Regions from separate parts of the Zea mays genome. Here region 1 is linked to region 2. A link is a contact called in public Hi-C data. All regions are on one chromosome and are shown on one strand. Each heading gives the region's core, a stretch centred on a gene start, on an enhancer-like site or on the middle of the called end of the contact. The rest is flanking DNA. Distances are from core to core; before and after follow the strand shown.

What was found. A called contact is a pair of places that touch in the nucleus more often than the background predicts.
Region 1: a contact with region 2 is called in a Hi-C map of leaf, with 9 times the contacts expected there. The contact joins the promoter of LOC100191487 here to the enhancer-like site in region 2. A contact is called at or near these places in 2 of 25 Hi-C or Micro-C datasets (bundle sheath and leaf).

Annotation. Positions count from the first base shown.
Region 1 is chr3:152,231,663-152,237,148 of Zm-B73-REFERENCE-NAM-5.0, forward strand. LOC100191487 (U-box domain-containing protein 44) reads left to right here and starts at 2,015. Exons shown (of 3, transcript NM_001136919.1): 1 at 2,015-2,415; 2 at 2,586-2,886; 3 at 3,305-4,997. The coding sequence starts at 2,152. The coding sequence ends at 4,761. LOC100275328 reads left to right here and starts at 731. Exons shown (of 3, transcript NM_001328143.1): 1 at 731-869; 2 at 961-1,063; 3 at 1,199-1,556. The coding sequence starts at 812. The coding sequence ends at 1,247.
Region 2 is chr3:151,717,441-151,722,460 of Zm-B73-REFERENCE-NAM-5.0, forward strand. No RefSeq gene overlaps it. Among protein-coding and RNA genes, the nearest start is that of LOC100283599, 96 kb to the left of the region's middle. Within about 2 kb of position 1,776, at least 19 of the 20 cell types and tissues checked have an H3K27ac peak or open chromatin away from gene starts, as enhancers often do. A contact at or near this core is called in bundle sheath and leaf, where this site is marked.

The sequences.
Region 1 (5,486 bases), core at 765-3,264, 510 kb after region 2:
GTGTACAGCTCTACGCGGAGTTATATATCTATTCGAATTACGCTAACTCATCTAACGGACGGAGGGCAAGTTCTCTTCACACTCGTGTATACGAACGTGCAGAACATTATTTCACACGGTAGAATGCTCTGTTTACAGAGTGGGGTTTAAAATGAGGAGTAAGGTAAGCGATGAGATGGAAAGGCTGCTGGAGATAACCTTGTTGCTGTGGTTGGGTGATCCATCACAATCAGCAACCAGAAATCACAATTGTCGTACGACGAGAGAAAGCTCTCCGGAAAGGCAACAGTAGGGAGAAGTTTGGATGAGAGTAGAACCAGCTGAAGAAGAAACCAAGCATGACGCGGTGTGAACAGGCAAAGGTGCATCTCACCCTTTCCTTCCCGCTACGGAGAGAACCGGATTCCTCGTGACATGAATATGGTCATATCCACGTCGGTCAGGATTCGATGAACAAAGGGCGCACGCAGTTTATTTCATCCGGCCGTCGATGTCTGACCGCGTGTCTGCACACATGCTGGAAAGGGAGAAGCGAAACGCGCTTCGCCGACCACGGCTCTGCATTGGCCGGGCGGCCTTATCTGGACTGGACCTATAGACACCTGGGCGCGCGAATTGCAGCTTGCAGGCAAGGCAGCCCCGTCCCGTCCCGGTGTGGCTATAAGCCTATACGTACCCGTACGTCAGAGCTACTGCTATATATATAGAATCCAGACCATTGGTGTTGCTCACGCTTCCACTACAACAGCATCATCGATCGCCGAGCGTGCGTGCTCTAGCTCTAGCAATAGCAGCGAGGAGACGGTCGAGGATGGATCAGAACAACAGCAACAGGCAGCAGCAGCAGGCGCCGCCGCCACCACCCGCGGGTCAGATCGATCGATCGATCGTCATCTCCGAATAAATCCGTGTGGATGGACGGATCGACGGACACATATTGCTGACATGGCTTGCTTGCAGGCTACCCGACGGCAGGCGCGGAGCAGCAGGGAGGCAGCGGCAGGAAGCAGGGACGCCGGGGGAAGACGACCTCGCGCGGGGAGAAGGGCTTCATCGAAGGATGGTAAACTACCAATCACAAACTTAATGATCCTTCAGTCGTCCGTCGGTCCACCCGTTTCTCTGTCCTCTTCTGCTACAAAAAAATAACCTCAGGAATTAAGAACTGCTACTGTGTGGCGTGTTTTTGGTTTTTCAGCATCGCGGCGCTCTGCTGCTGCTGGATCTGCGAGATGTGCTGCGACTAGGCAGCCCCCCCTTCCCTCCGCCGCCAGGCTTTGAGCCTTTGACAGGAACGGAGAGATCTGCTCCACCCATAGCTGCAGTTGTGGCTGCACGTACTTGTTGAGCTGTTGTGTTGTGTCCATCTCGGTACTTTTTGATTTGTTATTAGTAGTAGCTGTGATGACGATGCATGGGCTGCTCTGTCTTCTGCAGCTCTAGCATTACACTCACTACTACGTGTGCGTGTTGTACCGTTTTGTATTGAGTGGTGACTTGAAGGTGGCGCTGGTGATTTGTACTACCTTCTATATATGCATACTCCTTGGTACGCAAAATAACAAAAGTGACGAAAGCTAGCGCAGAGAAATGCAAATGGGCTTGGGCCGTATCGGCATACTGGGCCGTGAGTTTCTAATAACGCATTTGGGCTTCTCCGCCTGGGGCCTCCGCAGTCCGCACAGGGACGCCGTACATCGGCCGTGGGACTCTTGCCTGACTCTTGGATTGGATTGGGCGGCACGCGGTAACTCTGTCGTCTTGTGTTGGAAGCCTTTTGCCCGTCACGACTCTCGGCGGCCGGCCGAGTCAGCACGGACGGACCAACAACCGACCGAGGACTACGGAACGGGTCAAAGCCAAGCCTACCACAGAAGAGAGTCAGAGACGCGTTGCAGCGAATGGCACATCGCCCAATCCGCCGTATCTTACTCGCGATCGCGACCTGCTACCGTCACATGAATCCTACCTGGACTAATAAAACTGATATACACGTCTTGCTCCGCCGCGCCCATGGACGACGACTTGACCGCTTCGCCGTGCCCACCGCCCGCTTACTCCACTCTCCACACTCCCTCGCTTCCTCCGCTCGGTTCCATCCCTTCCCACCCCACAAAAGCCCCCACCGCCGTCGCCGCACCGGGCCACGCGATGGCGATGGCGAGGGCGGCGGTGGACGTGGAGGACCTGCTGGTGCGCGTCAAGACCGGCGCGGAGGCGGACCTCGCCGCCGCGGCGCGGGAGGTGGCCGCGCTGGCAGCGAACGGCAGGCTCGGAGAGGACGACGACGAGGATGGCCTCCTCGTCGCGGCGCTGCTCGCGCGCCTCGCAGCCGCCGCCGCCACCGCCGACGCCAGGGTCAGCGTCATGGCCGCGCTCAGGCGCCTCGCGGGCTGCGTCGCCGGCGAGAGCAAGGTGACTTCACTGATACACGCCCGCCAGGCTCCAGTCCACGCCCTTCCTTTTCCTTCTTATTATCCCTGCTAATAGTAAATACACGCTTGCGCGCGCTCCGTGTTCGACGCTATGCTCGTACGCCACTGCTCCGTGACCTCTATTCTGACGATCGGTGCATTGCTCCACAGGAGAGGCTGGCCAGCACCGAGGCGCTGTCCAGCATCGTCCGCTCCCTGTCCAGGGACGCGGACGAGAGGAGGGAGGCCATCGCGGTGCTGCTGGACCTGTCGGACATCCCGCAGGTCCGCCAGAGGATCGGCAGGATCAAAGGCTGTGTCGTCATGCTGGTCACCTTGAGGAACGCGCACGAGCCAGGCACCGGGGATGACGCCGATAAGTTGCTCGCCATTCTGTCGTCCAACCCGCAGAACGTGCTGTTGATGGCGGAGGCTGGTTACTTCCGCCCGTTGATACAGTACCTCAAACAAGGTAATTATCATCTGCCATACTATGTCTCAAAATGAAAGAAAAATAAATGTTTTCTCCGAATCTCGAAGCCCTTTTTTAACAACACAAGTATCTGCAATGAGCCATTACAATTTTACCCAATGTTATTAAAAAGTTCAGAAACTTCAACTCTTATAAGAACAACAGCCTCTCGGAGAAAATGGAAGAGAAATTGCAAGTAAAACGATGCGAGAGGAGTAAGAATTTTGGTTCCATCACTTCTGCACACCACTTCACCTATTTCTTATCCGTCAGGCTACAATATTCTGGGAAAGAATAATTCACTAGATTAACTCCAGCCTATAAAAAAATTGGGAATTCAATGTAGAATGCAATTTTCTCCACTCTATCTAACCATACCATCACCTAATAAGCTTCCGCCCTCCTGTTTCGTTTGCAGGTTCAGACATGAACAAGGTCCTCATGGCAACGGCCATCTCGAAAATGTTCCTATCTGAACATATGAAATCTTCCCTCGGCGAGGATGGAGCTATTGAACCGCTCGTGGACATGTTTAAACATGGAAACCTTGAAGCCAAGCACTCGGCCTTAGGCGCCTTGTGTAATCTCTCTAGCTCTCTACAGAATGCAGAACTCCTGATAAATTCTGGCATAACAGGACCGCTGCTCCAGCTCCTTTTCTCCGTGACGTCAGCACTCATGGCCCTCAGAGAGCCGGCCTCGGCTATACTCGCAGCTATAGCACAATCTGAGCGTATTCTACTTCATAAGGATGTAGCGCCTCAGATGCTCTCGCTTCTTAATTTATCGAGTCCGGTGATTCAACTTCATCTCCTGAGGGCCTTGAACAGCATTTCCGGGCACGCGAATGCTAAAAGAGCCAGGAGTAAAATCAGGCAAAATGGAGGAGTGCAGCTGCTTCTACCTTTCCTGACAGAAAAGAATGTGGGTATCAAAATCGCCGCGTTGCACTTAATGTTCCATTTGTCGAAAGACTCTTCTCAAGAATTGGCTGAGCAGTTCAGGGAGACCCATCTGGATATTTTTGTGAAGATCATCTCTTCCCCTACTTCTCGAGACGAGAAGGCTGCAGCTGTCGGTATCCTGAGCAACCTCCCAGCGACAGACAAGAAGGCAACTGAGATTCTGATGCGGGCAAACTTGCTCCCTATTCTGATCACCTTGTTTGAGGCAAACATGGCCGCTGCCGTGACACCTCAAAGAATGTGGTTGCTTGAGGGCATCGCTGGTGTGTTTATCCGGTTCACAGTCACCTGGGACAGGAAGCTGCAGAGTTCAGCAGTTGGACACGGGGTGGTTCCTTGCCTTGTGAAGTTGCTTTCAGAAGGATCGGTGGACGCCAAGTCTAAAGCGGCAACATCCTTGGCCCAACTGTCACAGAGCACGATGGCGCTGCGCAAGTCAAAAACGCCAAGGTGGCTCTGCGTTCCTCCATCGGCCGAATCCTACTGTACAGTCCACAGCTGCCAGTGCACAGTCAAAAGCACCTTCTGCTTAGTAAAAGCCGGCGCCGTCCATCCTCTGGTCCAGACACTGGAAGGCGAAGAGCGCGGAGCTGATGGAGCGGCGCTGGAAGCGTTGGGCACCCTTATGGAGGACGAGGTCTGGGAGAACGGGAGCAGGGTGATAGAAAGGGCGTCAGGCATCCATGCTCTGCTGAGGATCGCCGAAGCCGGAGAGCCGAGCTCCCAGGACAAGGCGATATGGATGCTGGAGAGGATGTTCCGGCTCGAAGCCCACAGGGAGCGGTACGGCGAGATCGCGCAGGCTCTGCTCATCGATCTCGCCCAGAAAGGAGACCCTGCCCTGAAACCGATGATCGGCAAGATACTGGCTCACCTTGAGCTGCTGCAAACACAATCTAGCTACTTTTAAGCGTGCTGGCGGGCGTCGCTGCAGATACCAGATCGCCAGATTTGTGGGCCGTGAAGTGTGCATACCTGTAGCTTTAGGAGCCATAGCAAACTGTGCTGATATTTGGCGTTGGTAAGTTCAAATCTGAACTGACCATGCCCAACTATTAAAGGGCACATGGATCGTTATTTTTCTTGTAAGTAGATACAGCGAGTTTTGCTCCAAAGAGGAAGAAGATGCAGACTGTAATGAAGTGTAAAGTGATGATAGTGGTTATAGATAAGATGGAGTACTGTGTATACAAACAAATTGCCATCTCCACAGCAAACTCGTTCAACAGATTCGCCTGTGATGTGAAAGCGTTTATGACTCGTCGTGATGCCATGTGATTCAACTTGATATGCTGATGTTTTTTTACGTGCACAACTAGGGCTGGAAACGAGCAGATGCGAACAAAATGTTGACTTGTCTCTTATGGTTTAGATTGATGATAAATGATTGACAATGGATAGCGTCGCGGGGTCGAGTCATAGACTGACCGAGGCATGAGATTATGTATGTAACCATGTATATCGACTTGTAATGTGCAGGTGTGGAACATAAGGACGGTGGTCGACGACTGAAGTGAAGGTCATGCGAGCTCGACGGTGATGGACGACTGTTGGGTCTTTACTGACGGATCGGAGCAGCCAGATGACCATCCATGATGGCTGACACCTGGGACTCGCACTCGCGCAAGGACGTGG
Region 2 (5,020 bases), core at 526-3,025:
CTCCGCCTCGCCCGACCTAGGGCTCGGACCGACCACATCACAGGGGGGCCATCATTACCCTACCCCTAGCTAGCTCAGGCTACGAGGAACAAGACCGGCGTCCCATCTGGCTCGCCCCGGTAAAACAAAAAATGATGGCGTCACGCGTGCTCCATGACGACGACGGCTCTCAGCCCCTTACGGTAGAAAGGAGACATCAGCAAGGACTCGACAGCCCCGACAGCTGTCCTTCCACAGGGCCCAAGCGCTCCTCCGACGACCACGACATCACATGAACAGGGTGCCAAAACCTCTCTGACTGCCACGACGGCATGTACTTAGGGCTCTAGCTCCTCTCGGCTAGACACGTTAGCACACTGCTACACCCCCATTGTACACCTGGACCCTCTCCTTACGCCTATAAAAGGAAGGTCCAGGGCTCTCGTACGAGAAGGTTGGCCGCGCGGGAGAACGGGCCAACGCATAAGGCTCTTGCCCTCTCTCTCTCTCCCACGCGAACGCTTGTAACCCCTACTGCAAGCGCATCCATCCGCCCTGGGCGCAAGACAACACGAAGGCCGCGGTTTCCCCTTACTGTTCTCCCCCTTTGTGTCCCGTCTCGCGCCGACCCATCTGGGCTGGGATACGCAGCGACAATTTACTCGTCGGTCCAGGGACCCCCCCGGGGTCGAAACGCCGACAAAATTCTAGCACTAATTTATCATATTTAGGCTGCCAAGATCATACGATGTCGACGTGCCTTTACAGCCACCCTGAAAACTGAAAAATCCATCTGGGAGTACCTAGCTAGTTTCCCACGCTCAGAACTGAAATGCGATACGCAAACGAACAATGCGTTCAACTCATTTTTCCACGGCAGCTACTCACCAACCGTGTAAATGCAAGTGTAGATGTGTACAACAACTTTTTACCGATTAGAATTAGACTCAACTGAAGATATATCATTTCACTTGTTTCATAAATTTTGTTTCAATTTATCATTATTAGTTCATGTTCTCTTTTCCAGATTTTATTTGTTATATAGTTCATTTTCTTTTTTCCAGATTTTATTTGCTATATAACATCTGGATGTAAATATATTATGTTCGTCATGACTCTTATTCACCATTTATTTTATAGCTATGAATTGCTTTAGACTATGTTGTAATTTTTTTTCATTATTACTTTAGCAATACCTTAATTTTGATTCGTCCTCTTGCCTGCGACAAGATAGGTAGCAAAGCAGCAAGCTCGGCAGCCGCAGCGTTAGGCGACCGGGTACGCAAACCAAAATCATGACTGAAAACGGGAGTAATCAAAATCAAAATTAGTATCTGGATAAGTACCCGTTTTCATCCTAGCGTGCTAGTAGCTACCATACTAGTCACCGGTGGGTAGCTTCCCTCAATGACCATCGCCTCAACGATCGTCGTGTTTTGCATTTCCACCATAGTTGCGCTGCACCTGCAAGTGTAATCCAAACAGAGAGAGGCACACGACGGCCCTGACAGACAGTGGCCTCATGGTCAGACGTCGATCCCGGCCCCGCGAGACGACCGTACGCAGACGCACGTTTACCACGCTGGCAGTGCCCTGTGCCGTGCACGCCCTGTCGTTGCGATCTCAAGCATCGAGACCGGCGGCGGCGCCAATCGACGACGTCGAGACTCAGGCCAAACAGCCGTGAGAGAGTTGGACCCGCCCGTCGACGTCGGCGGCACCGTACCAGCTGGACGGTTCCTACTACTAGCTCCGCGGCCTGCGTCACAGCGCGAGCGACGCGGTGTGTGGAATTTACAAGGACAAGCCCCGCCACGCGGACGCCGTCGCGGTCACTCGTGGTCAGCGCTCAGGTCAGAGCACGCTTCTCCCGCCGCTTCGTTCCGGTTTCTGTTGTTTCAGCTGCAGACGCCGCAGCCGACATCCTCCGTTCAACGAACTAGCGCGGGCCGCCTGCAGCATGTCGCGCGGCACACTGAGCCAACTCTTTATCTTTTTCTTTTTCTTTTTCTTCTCCACAACACCGATGCTAAAGAGCTTCAGATTAGAAAATAAAGAAGCTTCACCCCGGCCCACGGAGAATCATATATACAAAAAATGGTAAATATAGAGGTCAGATTTATTATTTTTAGGAAGCTCATCCATATTGCTCAGCCTTGTGTGTCAAGCCATAAATCAGAACTGACAAATAACCTCACCTATCCAGAGCACTAATGGTCTATTCCCGTGTCTTGTCATGAGCTCAAGTAGGTGTTTTCATTCAAGATATCATGTAGGCTAATATCTTCACAACAGAGAACATTATACCAACCTAAACGCTAAACTTATCAGACAAGAATTAGTACTCAGGAAACGCACTGGTGGGCTGTGATGGCCCCACTGGCCCATGAAACGCCCGTGAATGGGTGAGGCCCATGTGAATGTAAGTTTGATTCTTTGCCCGAACGCACAATGCACATTTGGGTTTGGGCTTGAAACCGAAGGAGGAACTAGTGTCTCCTCGAACTCTACCTACCTGTGCGACCGTTCCTCGATCATGGTAGTAGTTCTGTCCGCGCACAACGCTGCGTCGGTGCTAAGAGACATGAATGGCATTACCAGCAGAAATGATTGGTGCCGGCTCCCATGATTGTTCAACTCCATGATCGGGGAGATATCGTGTGCGTGTAATGTAGTACACCCTAGATGGTCGCCTGTGAAAGTTCCGGCCATGATGACCCTATATATATATATATATATATATATATATATATATATATATATATATATATATATATATATATATATATATATATATATATATATATATATATATATATATATATATATATATATATCTCACATCAGGGAAGAAGGAACCCCAGGCCAAAGCCTCCTTCGGCGCACCCACAAATGCTTCTGCTTGCTGCCTACGTCTCTGCCTCCCAATCGTGTCTCGTCGTCTCGCTTCGCCGCACATAGTGTTCTTGGTGCCTCTGCTTTCTATCTAGCTCCCCCTTTTTTTTGTTTGAAGAACTGTTCCATGTCTAATCCATCTCTCTGATTCGTAGGGACACGTATACATGATGCGAGGATAAAGGTGCTGCTGAGCTTTCCTTGCCCCCTCCCCAAACCAAATGTTGTATCCCTGCAACCATGCATCCAAACGTGCCATGAATGGCCGGTCGACATCCTACGTTTTATATAGGGTTAGAGTAGGGAAAGGGCCCCGCCTCGTCGCTGACAAAGGAAATGCAAATGCATGCGAGTCGTGGCCGTGGATGCAGACATCCATTACTATAGGGGCCTGATTGGTTGTGGTAGCTACCGAACCTGCCTCGTACTCGAGATGCATGCAGACTCTGCAACCGGTGCATTAGCTAGAGCTAGGTCGGTGGGCAGGCTAATAAACCAAAAAAAATGTGTACTGCAAGTGTCATCGCATATACACTCTGCTACAGTAGCCTTATACGTCTATCTAAAATGGGCCGATTCGACTGGCCTGATGGGCTGAGGCTCTATTTCGACATCAATCGCGAGACCAACGACAAGCACTTTTTTTTTCTCTTGACAATTTTCGTTTCCAGTTTGCTGCGTCTCATTCTGTCCTAGCTAGATGGCTAAACTGGATAGATAGCCTATCAAGTCATTGCCACATTCTCAAACAAACATCAATACTACTCAATCACGGGGCTTCGCGTGCGAGAATTATCTTTTTTTGTTTTATTTGCTTTAAAACCGATACTGATACCATCACTAATACTGGTTTTAAAATTTGTCGCTTTTTTAAATGCATTAGTACTGTTTGATGCCTCCAACCGATACAAATGCCAAGTATTTAGTGTTGGTTGAAGACACCAACTGGTAGTCATGCGCCTTAGGCCCTGTTCTGCCCCACCCATACACAACGGCATCGAAGCCCATGTGAGAACGACCACGACCGGGGCTGAGCCTTAAACCTGTGCTTTGGCGTGGGACAGACGAGGGGATTTTTTTAACCACAGCCTAAAATTCACTCCCACGGGGAGTCGAACCTAGGACCTGAGGAGTGCTACTCAGACCACCTAACCAACTCAGCTAGAGGCCCTTTCGCTATTTATTAATACTATAGTATTGGAGCTTAAAAGATGTTTGGTTTGTACAGTCAAAACTCAGTTTTAAATACCATGGTTTATCCAAAACTGTGGTATTTTTGGAGTTTTTGAAACTCCACTCAGGACCTCAGTTTTCTTCTCTTCTCTCTACATATACTTTGTTTTTCCAATATAACCAAACAGATCTCGGTTTTGAGAAATACTATAGTTTTACTGTGGTAAAGCAATACCGTAGTATTTATGTCATGTACAACTGTAAACTATGGTATCTCAAAACTACAGTATTTCTAAACTGCATTCCTAAACAGGCCCTTAATGTTTTTAGTATCAGTTCTAGCAAAGAACCGGCACTAAAGGCCTCTTTCCTGTTTGCGTCTATAAGTTTTAGTTTGTGCCAGCATGACTTTAGTACAGGTTTTTAAAAAGAAGTGGTACTAATTCTTTTTTAAGAATATGTAATAACTTTTCTTCTCTCTGCCCATAAATTTTATTTCCAGCCCAAATATCTTTAATACCGGTTCTTAATTAAGGCCTCCTTTAGAACAAACGAACAACGAAGGAAATTTCGGAGGATAAATCCTATAGAAAAATTTTCATATGGTCCTTTGGAACAAAGGATTTGAGTTCCCGCAAATTGTATAGAATTCCTATGGAATAGCCTATTGTAGTGAGATTTTGGAGGATTTCTAATATGCGGTCCAACCTCTTGAAAATTTCCCTCTGTGTCTATCTTTCTTTTCTAATTCCTATGTTATTCCTATGTTGCATCAGAATGATCCATTAAAAGTTTTTCTGCGGTTTTAATTCGTGTAGAATTACAAGTGTCAAGCAGCTCTATTCCTACCTTTTCCCCCCTTTTCCTATTGTACCCACCACGCCGTCGGTTCATGGGGTTGTTGTGAAATCACGTAAACCGACTGCTAACAAGCGTCAACTTTTCTTCCCCATGAATCTCCACTTGCTCCTCT